Regions from separate parts of the Rattus norvegicus genome. Here region 2 is linked to region 1. Evidence: chromatin contacts called from public Hi-C data. All regions are on one chromosome and are shown on one strand. The core of a region is the stretch at or near the end of the contact, and the rest is flanking DNA. Distances in the headings are between cores, read along the strand shown. Region 1 overlaps LOC102548743 (a long non-coding RNA gene). Region 2 overlaps LOC134486837 (DAZ-associated protein 2-like).

What was found. A called contact is a pair of places that touch in the nucleus more often than the background predicts.
Region 2: a contact with region 1 is called in a Hi-C map of liver, with 5 times the contacts expected there. The contact joins two enhancer-like sites. A contact is called at or near these places in 3 of 12 Hi-C or Micro-C datasets (kidney and liver).

What each region holds. Positions count from the first base shown.
Region 1 is chr4:152,186,228-152,191,630 of GRCr8, reverse strand. All of the region lies in intron 3 of LOC102548743 (a long non-coding RNA gene), which reads right to left. Among named protein-coding and RNA genes, the nearest start is that of Cxcl12, 130 kb to the right of the region's middle. Within about 2 kb of position 2,635, at least 5 of the 93 cell types and tissues checked have an H3K27ac peak or open chromatin away from gene starts, as enhancers often do. A contact at or near this core is called in liver, where this site is marked.
Region 2 is chr4:152,575,372-152,580,774 of GRCr8, reverse strand. It overlaps LOC134486837 (DAZ-associated protein 2-like), which reads left to right. Exons shown (of 3, transcript XM_063286975.1): 3 at 390-3,943. The coding sequence starts at 2,294. The coding sequence ends at 2,911. Among named protein-coding and RNA genes, the nearest start is that of Zfp637, 100 kb to the left of the region's middle. Within about 2 kb of position 2,279, at least 3 of the 93 cell types and tissues checked have an H3K27ac peak or open chromatin away from gene starts, as enhancers often do. A contact at or near this core is called in liver, where this site is marked.

The sequences.
Region 1 (5,403 bases), core at 1,386-3,885:
TTCAAAACTCTGAGAGAATTCATTATCACCAGGCTTGCACTAAGGAATAATTATCAACAGCAGAGTTAAAACTGTGTCATATAGGAAGAATATAAATAGAAGAGAACACGAAATGGAAAATACAGATTTACGACTGGATGAAGGGAAAAATGTAAAACGGAACTGTAAAACAATAAGATCAAGTAGTCGATTATGAGTGAAGTCAACTCAAGTTAAAGTCTGGCAAATAAGTGAAATCTATCCTTAGCACGTGAATCAGAAGTGTATATGATTCAGTCTCTATGGAAACCACTAAAAATAGTGAAAAACTATTATGAAAAAGGTACTAGAAGAAAAACTGAATAATTTAAGTTAAACTAAAATAAGTCATGGAAATAGGAAAATTTAAGCATATATTATTCATAAAAGTAGAAAATAACATTAGTGAATGTTAATTGTCCAGTCTACTTAAAAATCAAAACTTGCCATATTTAAAAAAAACATGCACTGAAAATTTGAAGAGTACCATATGGAGCATAAATATATCTTGATCATAACTTATGTAATATACATTCCATCAGTTCTATATGGGCTAAAGATTTAACTGAAATGCCATAGTTTGTAGAAAAGAATTAAGTTCATTTTTTCATAAGAATGAATTAGGAAACATGCCCCAACCAGTATGCACAAATTATGTTTACTTTGTGAAATTTAATTAACTAGACACTCATGACTTTCACATTTGCAAACATATTCTTCAATATCCTGTAGAAACAGAGGAAGTAAGGAGTTAAGGCATTTCATTCTAAATGGGCAAACTGTCTCCACACAGCTAATATAGCCAGATAGCACAAGAAAGCGTAGAAGGTGAGCATCGCTGGGATGAGGATAGTAATCCAGGGAGTGAGTGTTTGGTCTTCTAAGTCTCAGCTTTGAGCCTTGTCATCTACTGTCCTAGTAGGCTGAGAAGCCAAGCAGTACCTTTTCTTGTCTTAGCGATATCCTAGACTTTATGCCTAATCCCTGTCTTTCTTATTGCTTTTCAGTTAGGAGAAGGAGGGCCCTGTCTCCCCTTCAGAGCTGCAGTCATTTACTACAGCCCCTCAGTGCCCACCAACAAAGTGACAAGCCTGGAAATCCGGTGAAGTTAGGCTGCGAGCTCAATGGTTAGAACCTGGTGAAGTTAGGTTGCAATCGACCTTTCTAGGAGTCTGGAGAGGTGACTCGGTGGTTAAAAGCACATACTGCGGGTTGGGGATTTAGCTCAGTGGTAGAGCGCTTGCCTAGGAAGCGCAAGGCCCTGGGTTCGGTCCCCAGCTCCGAAAAAAAGAACCAAAAAAAAAAAAAGCACATAGTGCTCTTGCAGAGGACCCTGGGTTTGGTTACCAGCACCCACATTAGGTGCCTCACAAGTAACTCTAGTTCCAGAGGAACTAAGGTCCTCTTGTGGTTTCTGTAAACATCAGCACGCACATGGTGCACATAAATTCAAGCAAACACACACATAGACAAATCTGTTGAGTGTGGAAAGATGCAAGAGAGAAGCCAAGAGAGAGGTGGTTTAATGGGAACACAGATCCAGTTAGAAATTTAGAAATGATGAGCAGTAGAGGGAGTGTGGTTTTTTTTTTTTGTTTGTTTGTTTTTTGTTTTGTTTTTGGTCAGCCAACTAAAGTGACATAGCAGAAAACTGCCTTCTAAAGCCCCAAGCTCAGGGTTCTCAGTGAAAGCTGTCCCAGACTTCATTAGTGCAACCTCTTCTTACTCTGAACAGAGCTGATTGCAGGAGCTCATGGCTTCCCAAGGTGCAGAAAATATGGAGTATCCGTAGGCCCTAAACAAGTCACCTATACCACCCCTTCTAAGACAGGGGACACTGTGGAAGAGGGTTAGGAACATAAGAGTTCAACAGTAGGCCGGTACAACTACTGTATTCCTTAACTCAATTAACTGTAGTTGCCTACACTGGGCCCATGCAAGACTGCCCCATCAAGTCTCGCCTATACAAGTCAGCCAAGGAGAGGGGGAGGCTCATGAAACTTGAAACTATGTCTATAGATTCTTGGAGAGGGAGAAATCATTGTAGATCTGCTGCTAAGCTGACTGGACTCCAACAGAGAGCTCAAAACTCACAGTCCCACAGATGGTTCAGGTTAGTCTTGGTGGGTCACGAAACCAAATAGATATGAACATGAGTGAGAGGTTTGCGAGCGGCGGTGAGTGTGGACAGGGAGATGGGATGAGGAGTGTAATGTGTGATACTCACATATGTAATTTTGTAAAAGCAGTAACAGCAAAAATACTTTTAAAAAAAGGAGGAGGACTAGTTATCTAGGCTCTCCCTTGGGCGCCTTCCTCCCCTTCTGCTTGTATGTCTGTGTTTCTTAGACGCCTGCTCTAGAGAGAGCTAAACTCCCAAGCAGAGATTTACCGTCACCTTAAAGGGAACCCATGGCCCTGCTAGGACGATTACTAATGGTGTTAAGGGCCAAGGTTCCTCCCATAGAGCACAAGGCAACACTCGGAGCTGGCATCAATAAATACAGGGATTTAAAACACATGGTGGATGGGGTCAAGGCTACATCTTCATCCCAGCCAGAAACATTACGAAATGCTTTTCCAGTGTTTGCGCTGACTCTGAAAAGTTACTGGCCAAAGAGCTCGAGTGTCTGCTGTGTTGGGTGGTCAGTGCTGTCACCTTTGGATACTCAGTGCCACAGTGCTCTAAGACAAACATAGCTTCATTGTCGAGCTCCCAGGGATGGGTGGGAAAGGCCTGAGTCCCCAGAGAGCTCTGTTCACCTCTCCCACACAGTATTCCACAAGGAATCCACTCTGACATTCTCACTAAAGCAGCTTAGCCCAGATTCCTAACATCTGCCCAGCTGTGTGGTCACCATGACCTCTGGATGCCAGTCAGATGGGAAAGTGAAAGGCTACGTGACCTTAAGATAAACAAAGCAAGATGGAGGTAATAGCAAATATTTACCCTAGGAGCTGCATTTGAACTTTGCTCTTGGGTGGAGGTCCAAGTTTGCTAGCACAACCTGACCCTAGCAACCTTGCCCTCGGCTCCGTTTTTGAGATACTCGTGTTGCACAGGTTTCTCACAAGCGCAGTCCGAATCAACAAGTGTTCTTGTGACCCCAGAACTTGCTATTTAGGACTCCTCTAAAAGAAGCCCTAGTGTATCCCTCGGGCAAGTTGGTCATAATTTTGCCTTTGCTGGTTTGGACAGAATCCATTTAGATGCTTTAGCTCTGATGCTCATAATTTAGAAGGATGCGGCAAATGAGAACGGGTCAAGAACATTATAAACCTTGGGAAACTCACACTGTGAGTTGATATGAAGTACAACCCATCTTCTTGATTCATGCAACATGGTGCTGTTTTACTTTGGCTGAGAAGTAGGTAGGATTATCATAACAACAATTATTAGAAAGGAAGGGGAAGGGGGAAGGAGATGGGAAGAGACTAGGAGACAAGACAAAACCAGGATGTGGCTGGTGGGGAAGGAGACAACAAGAGGGGCAGGGAGACAAAAGAATTAAAATGAGGAGGAAGAGGAGGAGGAGGTGAGGAGGAGGAGGAGTGCTGGTGAGATGTTAATCATTTCTCATGGATTATTATGTGTGATAACCTCGTCTTAAAGGTGAGCAGTACATTCCATATTTTCAGAGGGAAGGAAAACTCAGGTCTGGAGAGATTTGATAACTTCCCCCAGGTAGTGTATCCAGGAGCAGTGGGGCTGGGCTGGGCCCAGCAGGACAACAGGACTCCAGACATATGCAAACACTGTGGATTTTCTGTTGTCTGTGATTATGCAGGGTGCCACAGTAAGGAGGGCCCATTGACCCATATTAATGGATTGACAGTGGACAAATTGTTAATAATATGTAGACACCTTTGTCACCTATACCGAAAAGAGGGAGACTCAGTACTCAGAACCCTCAGCCAAAAGGATTTTTTTTCTTTTTTCTTTTGGAGCTGGGGACCGAACCCAGGGCCTTGCGCTTGCTAGACAAGTGCTCTACCACCGAGCTAAATCCCCAACCCCAATAGGATTATTTTTGTTCACTAGTTTTATTGTTGTTCTTCTTGTTGTAAACTTACAGGATAGTATATAAGGCTACAGATACTGTCTTCTATACACTGAATACACTGTACACTATACACAGTCTGAAGGAATTGAAATTCACATCCTGATTCACAATGTACCCCATCAAGTAGTCTATTTGCTTAATAGCTTGTACAATCAAATGTTTGAATCTAGGTTGCAATGAGTTCTGATGCGAATTCTGTCATTGTTTGGCCAGATCTCCTTACTAGAGTCCCTCAGGACATTTGAGTCCTCTCTTACACATAATGGATAATGGCAGATTTGGGCTTGCTTGGTCCTGCAGCAGGATAAAAGGTAAACACAACTCAACCACCATTCAAACAGAAAAGAGAGTTAATCACCAACCTGCTACCAAGTCTCTTGGCACAGTGAAGGAGAGAGGTACTCTTGGTGCATTAAGCACAGGGGACTTGACTTACTTAGACTGGTGGAGAACACAGAGGGAGCAGTGGGGGCAGCTGGAGGAAGGAGGGACGTGGCCACACAATCCATGATTCTGAATACAGAAGCTAGATCTGGTGGCACAGGTCTACAACCCCAGCTAAGTGAGAGGCTAAGGCAGGAGGATCACAAGGAGTTCAAAGCCAGTCTACTTTGTGTAATTCTATCTCAAAAATAAAGAGTAGATGGAGGGGTTGAGGTGTAGTTCCAAGCCTTGAGGTCCTGAATTCATCCTCGTGTCTGGGGAGAAAAGATGAATTAAAGCAAGAGGCGAACAAAGATGACCAGGTGACCCAATGTGGCATTTGGGACATTAGAACTCTGGTGGACTTTTTAGTTTTATCTTTTGAATGGTTTGTTTTTTTGATGTACTATTTGCAGAGCGAAGGGCAGAGTATTCAGTTAATAACTTGTTGGCCTTCTATGTGTTTATATAGTTGGAAGCTTGGCACAGTCCCATGAGACTAATCATGTTTACAGTGGGGTGAAAAGTCCAGGGCTGAGACCTTGGCTTCTGCCCTGGATCCTAGAGGGTGAGGGAGTCACAGGCTAAATCAGTGAGCATGGACATTGGTGAACCTGGTGAAGGAAAACCCGGGGCTGGAGTGGGGGAAGCAGAGTGTGGAGGGAGGGTGCAGAGGGTGTATGTTGTGTTGAATGTGGCATTTGGGACATTTGCAATCACTATGTGGAGGAGGGCTGCTTGGGCCATGAGCTAGGCCAAGTGAACAGTGAACGATCATAGTAATGGGTGCTGATGAGGCTGAGGTGGGTGAAGGTTGACCCAAAGAAGAGAATGATGAAATAAGACTTGTAGTTGCCAGCTACATGGAGAGAAGGAGCCTCGAGGAGGGAAGTGAAGG
Region 2 (5,403 bases), core at 1,030-3,529, 390 kb before region 1:
TACTGTCTCCCACCTGGAAAAGCACGACCTCACCAATTTCTTGTCTTTGTTTCTACACCTGCCCTAACCTTCAGTGGCTAGTCCCACCTAGCTCATGCTGAACATCCTTGGCCACCCGCCTATAGTGGAGACCTCACATGACTGCTGCGTTCTTCCTCCCCCAAAGCTCCTCTCTCCTTTTCTGCATCTCCCTTCCCTCCTGGGACCGGGAAGTCCCACCTGTACCTTCCGCCCAGCAATTGGCCCATCGGCCTTCTTTACTGACAAATCAAGAACCAATTGGGGAACAGGATTTTAACATCAGGACCTACCTGTACACCTGGAAAGACTATTTCCCTAGGTAGATGCGCTTTCTCCTCTACTTTGCTGCCTCTGTCCTTTGCCAACAGGCTTCCCTCAGCCCTTCTGCACCAGCGACTTGAACCTTGAGTTAACCTGCTTCTACTTGAGCAAACTGGTCCAAGGAGCTCATGCACAAGCACGGGCACCTCTCTGCAAGTGCATCTGACAGCTCACAGGGATTCTCAGTTCGATCGAAGGAGCTCGGCTGCTTTGTTCATAGCATCGCATCCTCTGCACCACTGACCTGCCTCCCAGAGCCATCCAATCAGATAAGCTGTCCAAGACCAGGCTCCTGGTAAGCTGGCAAGAGACCTGAATTTTAGAAAACACTTTTTATCAAATTAAAAAAATAATTAAGCCCCCTTCCCCTCCAGTTCCATGGGAGCATATAGCTTTGGTAAAGGTGAGCATGCCTGTATCTGCTGGGCCTCAGAGGTTGTAGAGCTCCTGCCAGAAGCAACTTAGAAGTCCCATTGGTTGCATGATCTTGGTCAGATGAAATGTCTTCTGGCTAGCATGTGTTCTATTTGTTGGCTGTTCCACCCCATTGCAACCCACTTTCAGCCCAGATTTTCTGTGTCAGGAGGGATGGATAGTTGAAAAGGCTTGTCACTCCCCAGCCAAAGCTCACAGGGTGTCTGGAGCCAAAGCTCACAGGGTTGGGGTGGGAGAAGTGGGCTTGGATTTGCTGCAGTTGACAAGGAAATGTTCTCGCTGCAGCACCATCAGACCACTTGCCCTCTGGAGTGAATTCTCGGTGGGAGGGGTGTCAACGAAACTCAGCGTTTTCACCTTAACCTTGTGGATCTTGAATCTGGACACCTCAAGTCCCCCCACTGCCTCATGGGTCCTTGCAGAGCCTAGCAACTACATTCTATAAGGCTCTGGATATGTAAATCCGACCTCTGTTTCTGTAAGAGGAAAATCCACCAGGGCCTGTGTATACTCTGAAGACAAAAGGCCTCTCTTCCACACTAAACAGGACTCAGTTCTTTATATTGTGAAGTGTGAGGAATTCACCCTCAGCTGGGGTTCAGAGGGCTTCCTGGCTGTCAGGCGTCTCCATCACAGGACTGAAGCACACTGCAGATTCACACCTCCGACAATCTCAACCAGATGGGGAAAGGCCTTTCGGGGGGATTTAGCTTCTAGCCTTTCTGCTGTAGCTATACTGTGAAATGCATGCTCTGGGAGCTATTTTAAGGCATAGGGAAATATTCATAGGGCAACACTAAGTTTAAACAGAGAGCCGAGTACCAAACTGCTTTTTCAGGAGGATCTCAGCTTTTGTGGTCTAGATGCATCTGGAATGTTGATGATGGCAAGTTTGCACTGAGTCTTTGTCATCGCCTTTCAAACGTCTGCAATGAGTGTAATTATTGTGTGTAGTCAATATGTAGTCGGTGTCAATGTGTGTGTGAGCGTGCACATGCATGCATATGTGTGTGTGTGCACGTGTGTGTGTGCACATGTGTGTGTGCACATGTGTGTGTGTGTGTGAGGTGAGAGGGTGAGAGAGAGAGGGAGAGAGAGAGAGGAGAGAAATAGACACAGAGACAGACACAGAGTCAAAGATATAGAGAGTCAGAGAGACAAACAGACACAGCGACACAGGAAGAGAGAAGAGCCGGAGCCGGAGCCAGAGCCAGAGCCGGAGCCGGAGCCGGAGCCGGAGCCGGAGCCGGAGCCAGAGCCAGAGCCAGAGCCAGAGCCAGAGCCAGAGCCAGAGCCAGAGCCAGAGCCAGAGCCAGAGTCAGAGCCAGAGCCAGAGCCAGAGCCAGAGCCAGAGCCAGAGCCAAAGGAGTCCATATGGAGGTGAAAACATGTCAGAGCAGGCAGCGGGAACAGAAAACTGGCTCCTTCACACCCAAGGCTGGGCAAACAAATTAGACATGACTGGAGGCTACAGACTTCCAAAGACCTTGTGACGTACTTCCTCTGTTAGGTATCCATGTTCCAGGGCCTGCGAGGGGGCGGGGTTTCCTGGGGCAGTGCTCTCAGGCATCGACTGACGCAGAGTGGACAATCGTCATGTGACACGGAAGTGACTCCGAACAGGAAGAGGTCTAGAAAAATAACTGTCCACGACACCGAGTGGAAGTGGACTTGGAGTCACCATGAACAGCAAAAGGTCAATATCCAACACAGCCTACCTACCCTGTGCAGCCTCCTGAGAATCCAGTATCTCCTCAGACCTCACATCTTCCTCAGACTCCACTCTATACCTGCATACTCAGAGCTCTATCTAAGCTTTGTCTTAAGCTTTGTTCATTCAGGGACTGCCACAGACCCTACCAAGTCAGCTGCAGTTCCTGGCGCCTCATTGTATCTGCCTATGGCCCAGTCCGTGGCTGTTGGGCGTTTAGGCTGTGCGATCCCCATGGCCCATTATCCAGTTGGTCCCATCTATCCACCTGGCTTAGCAGTGCTGGTGGAGGGAGGGTATGATGCAGGTGCCAGATTTAGAGCTGGTACCACCGCCGGTGACATTCCTCCTCCACCTCCGGAATGCCCTCCCAATGCTGCCCAGCTTGCAGTCATGCAGGGAGACAGTCATGACTCCTTGTAACTCAGCGCAAGGGAAACTTCTTCATGGGTGGCTACACCCTTTGGTGAGGAGCCGTGGCCACGCCTGTGCTGGGGAAGACATCACATACCTTCAGTTCTTCTTACAATGTAACTGCTTTAGTCATATGAACCTGAAGTTGCAGTTTAGACACATGTTTTTGGGGTGTCTTTCTGGTGTCGAAACTTTGAGGCATTTTTCAAATTTAATAAGGAACCATGTAAGGGTAGCAGCCCCTCCATAAAGCATTCTAAGAAGGGAGGTGTCCATTCTTCAGATGAATGTGGGTGAAGCAGCCCCAAAACTTAATCTCCTTTAAGTCTCTGGTTTATCTTACTTGTTAATGAAACACATTAGCTGTCTGCCTTTTCCTTCCCATCCTCTGCCTCCACTTGTCCTGCCCCAGTCCTCCACCCCTCCCATCGGTGTCCATGGAATCAGTGGTGCAGGACCGAGAGCCAGTCAGACTCAGTCCCCTGTCTCCCTGCGCCTGTCCTACCTGACATTTTTTAACTCGTCTTTCATAAGGATCCTCTGATGCACCCTGTGCCAGAAGCCTGAACCCAACTGTTCTCAGTGTAAACTGTCCTAGGAAAATTTAAAAAATGACAGGCAGGGAAGAAGATGCGTATCAAAAGCTTGGCTTTAAAACCTAATTGAGGGAGTTTTAGATAAAAAACTAGCTATCACTTCCTGAGTGTCGCATGCAGCCACTTGGGCTCCCAGGAGTTTCCTGAGGTGGATCAGTAGGGTCACATGAACGCCTCATTATGACATAACTTGAGTTCGGCGAGAGCGCTTTAGGATTAATACTTCAGTGATCCTTAATGTATTGATTTGTTTTCCAAGATTGGATTTTATTTTATCTGAGATTTCCGTTCATCTAAATCTTGTGTTCTGTACATGCGATGTTTGACTGTACCATCGACTGTTATGGAAGTTCAGCGTTGTATGTCTCTCTACACTGTGGTGCTCTTAATGTGTGGATTTTTTTATACTAAAAGTGTAGAATAAAGACTATTTTGAAGATTTGAATCAAGTGATGAAGTTGCATTAAAAAAAGTATTCATGTTCCCTAACTTCCACAATCAGCGCCATCAATAGGGAACAAGTGTTCAAATACCCAAGCCTAAGAGGAACAGTGGGCATGGAAACCACCGTAGTAACCCTTCCTCGCAACTTGTTACAATGTTGCATAGTCGGTATGGTGTTGTTATGTTATATGTTATATACATGTTGTTACTATATTTGTTGGTATGTTATTACTAGGTACAGTTCCTGGCTTGCAGTGTGGGTTACTCTGTTCTGTGCTGATCTTTGATAACAAGCTTTTTATTGCACAGTTTACAAAGTGGATTATCTCAGAGACTGCAAATTCCTGAATTAAATTACACATTTTAAGCCTGTAAATCCAGGGTAGCCAAGGACCTAGGAAGGCGATGAAAAGCCCTTTTGCAAAATCTGAAGGAAAGAAAGAAAGAAAGAAAGAAAGAACCTATGGAGTTGAGAAGACAGCTGGTCATATTGAAATCCCCGCCAATCTTTGTTTCACAAAGAGACTGAAGTGCTGGCAGGTGGGCAGGGGTGGGTGGGGCTTGAATGGGGCTCGCAGGTGGAATCCTTTTCCCAGAGGTGTAGTGTCAGCTAAAGCAGAGGGGGCTGGACTGGAGCCAGAGTCTACAGAGGTTTTAAAAAGAAAAACAGGTAATTCTGGCAAGTCAATTAACAGAGGAATGGAGGAGGGGTGCTATGTGGCCACTGTGACCTCAGCTGGCCCAAAGTCCTTTCCTGATGCCCTCCAGATGCCAATTAACCCTGTTCCCCAGAGCAGGGAGCCAGGTGGTCATGTGCTAGAGGTCATTTCCCCTGAACATTTGCAACAGGTTTGTTTAATGCCTGACCTTTCCACCAAGCACTAGACTTCTGCGTCTGCATGTTATGAGGGTATCAGTAATTGTCACAGCTAGCTGACAGGGTCCCTCAATCTATCATGGCAGTTGTAGAGACCACCTTGAGAGGTTGGTGTTCATCAGTGTCATCAGACATTTACTGAACACGTGTGAGTACTGGCAAGGCAGTGCCAGGCTTGGTGTGTTTACCTCCCACTGTGGGACCATAAAGGCGCTGAGGATAGATAATGGGGTCTACTTCATCCATCCCGTGCGTGATCAAAGGGACACCTTTGTTCACATTACAGGTATTCACGGTATCAGAGAGTCCAGTAGAATGAAAACGGAATTCAATCAAATATTTAAATCATGGCGATGTGTGGCCAACCTTTCCCGGGTTGGCAGAAGTCACAGAGGGCTGGAGTGGGGTTCATGGTTTTCTTCTAGCTTCATTCGGGGATGTATGCATGCAGTATCACTCCTCGTCACTGGGTTGTCAAGCCTGCCAATCAGAAGCATTAACCCATGCAGGACAGGACAACTCCAACTCTAAGAGGCACTTAGGTTAATTTGCACAACGTGAGAACCATCTTAAAAACTTCAGGA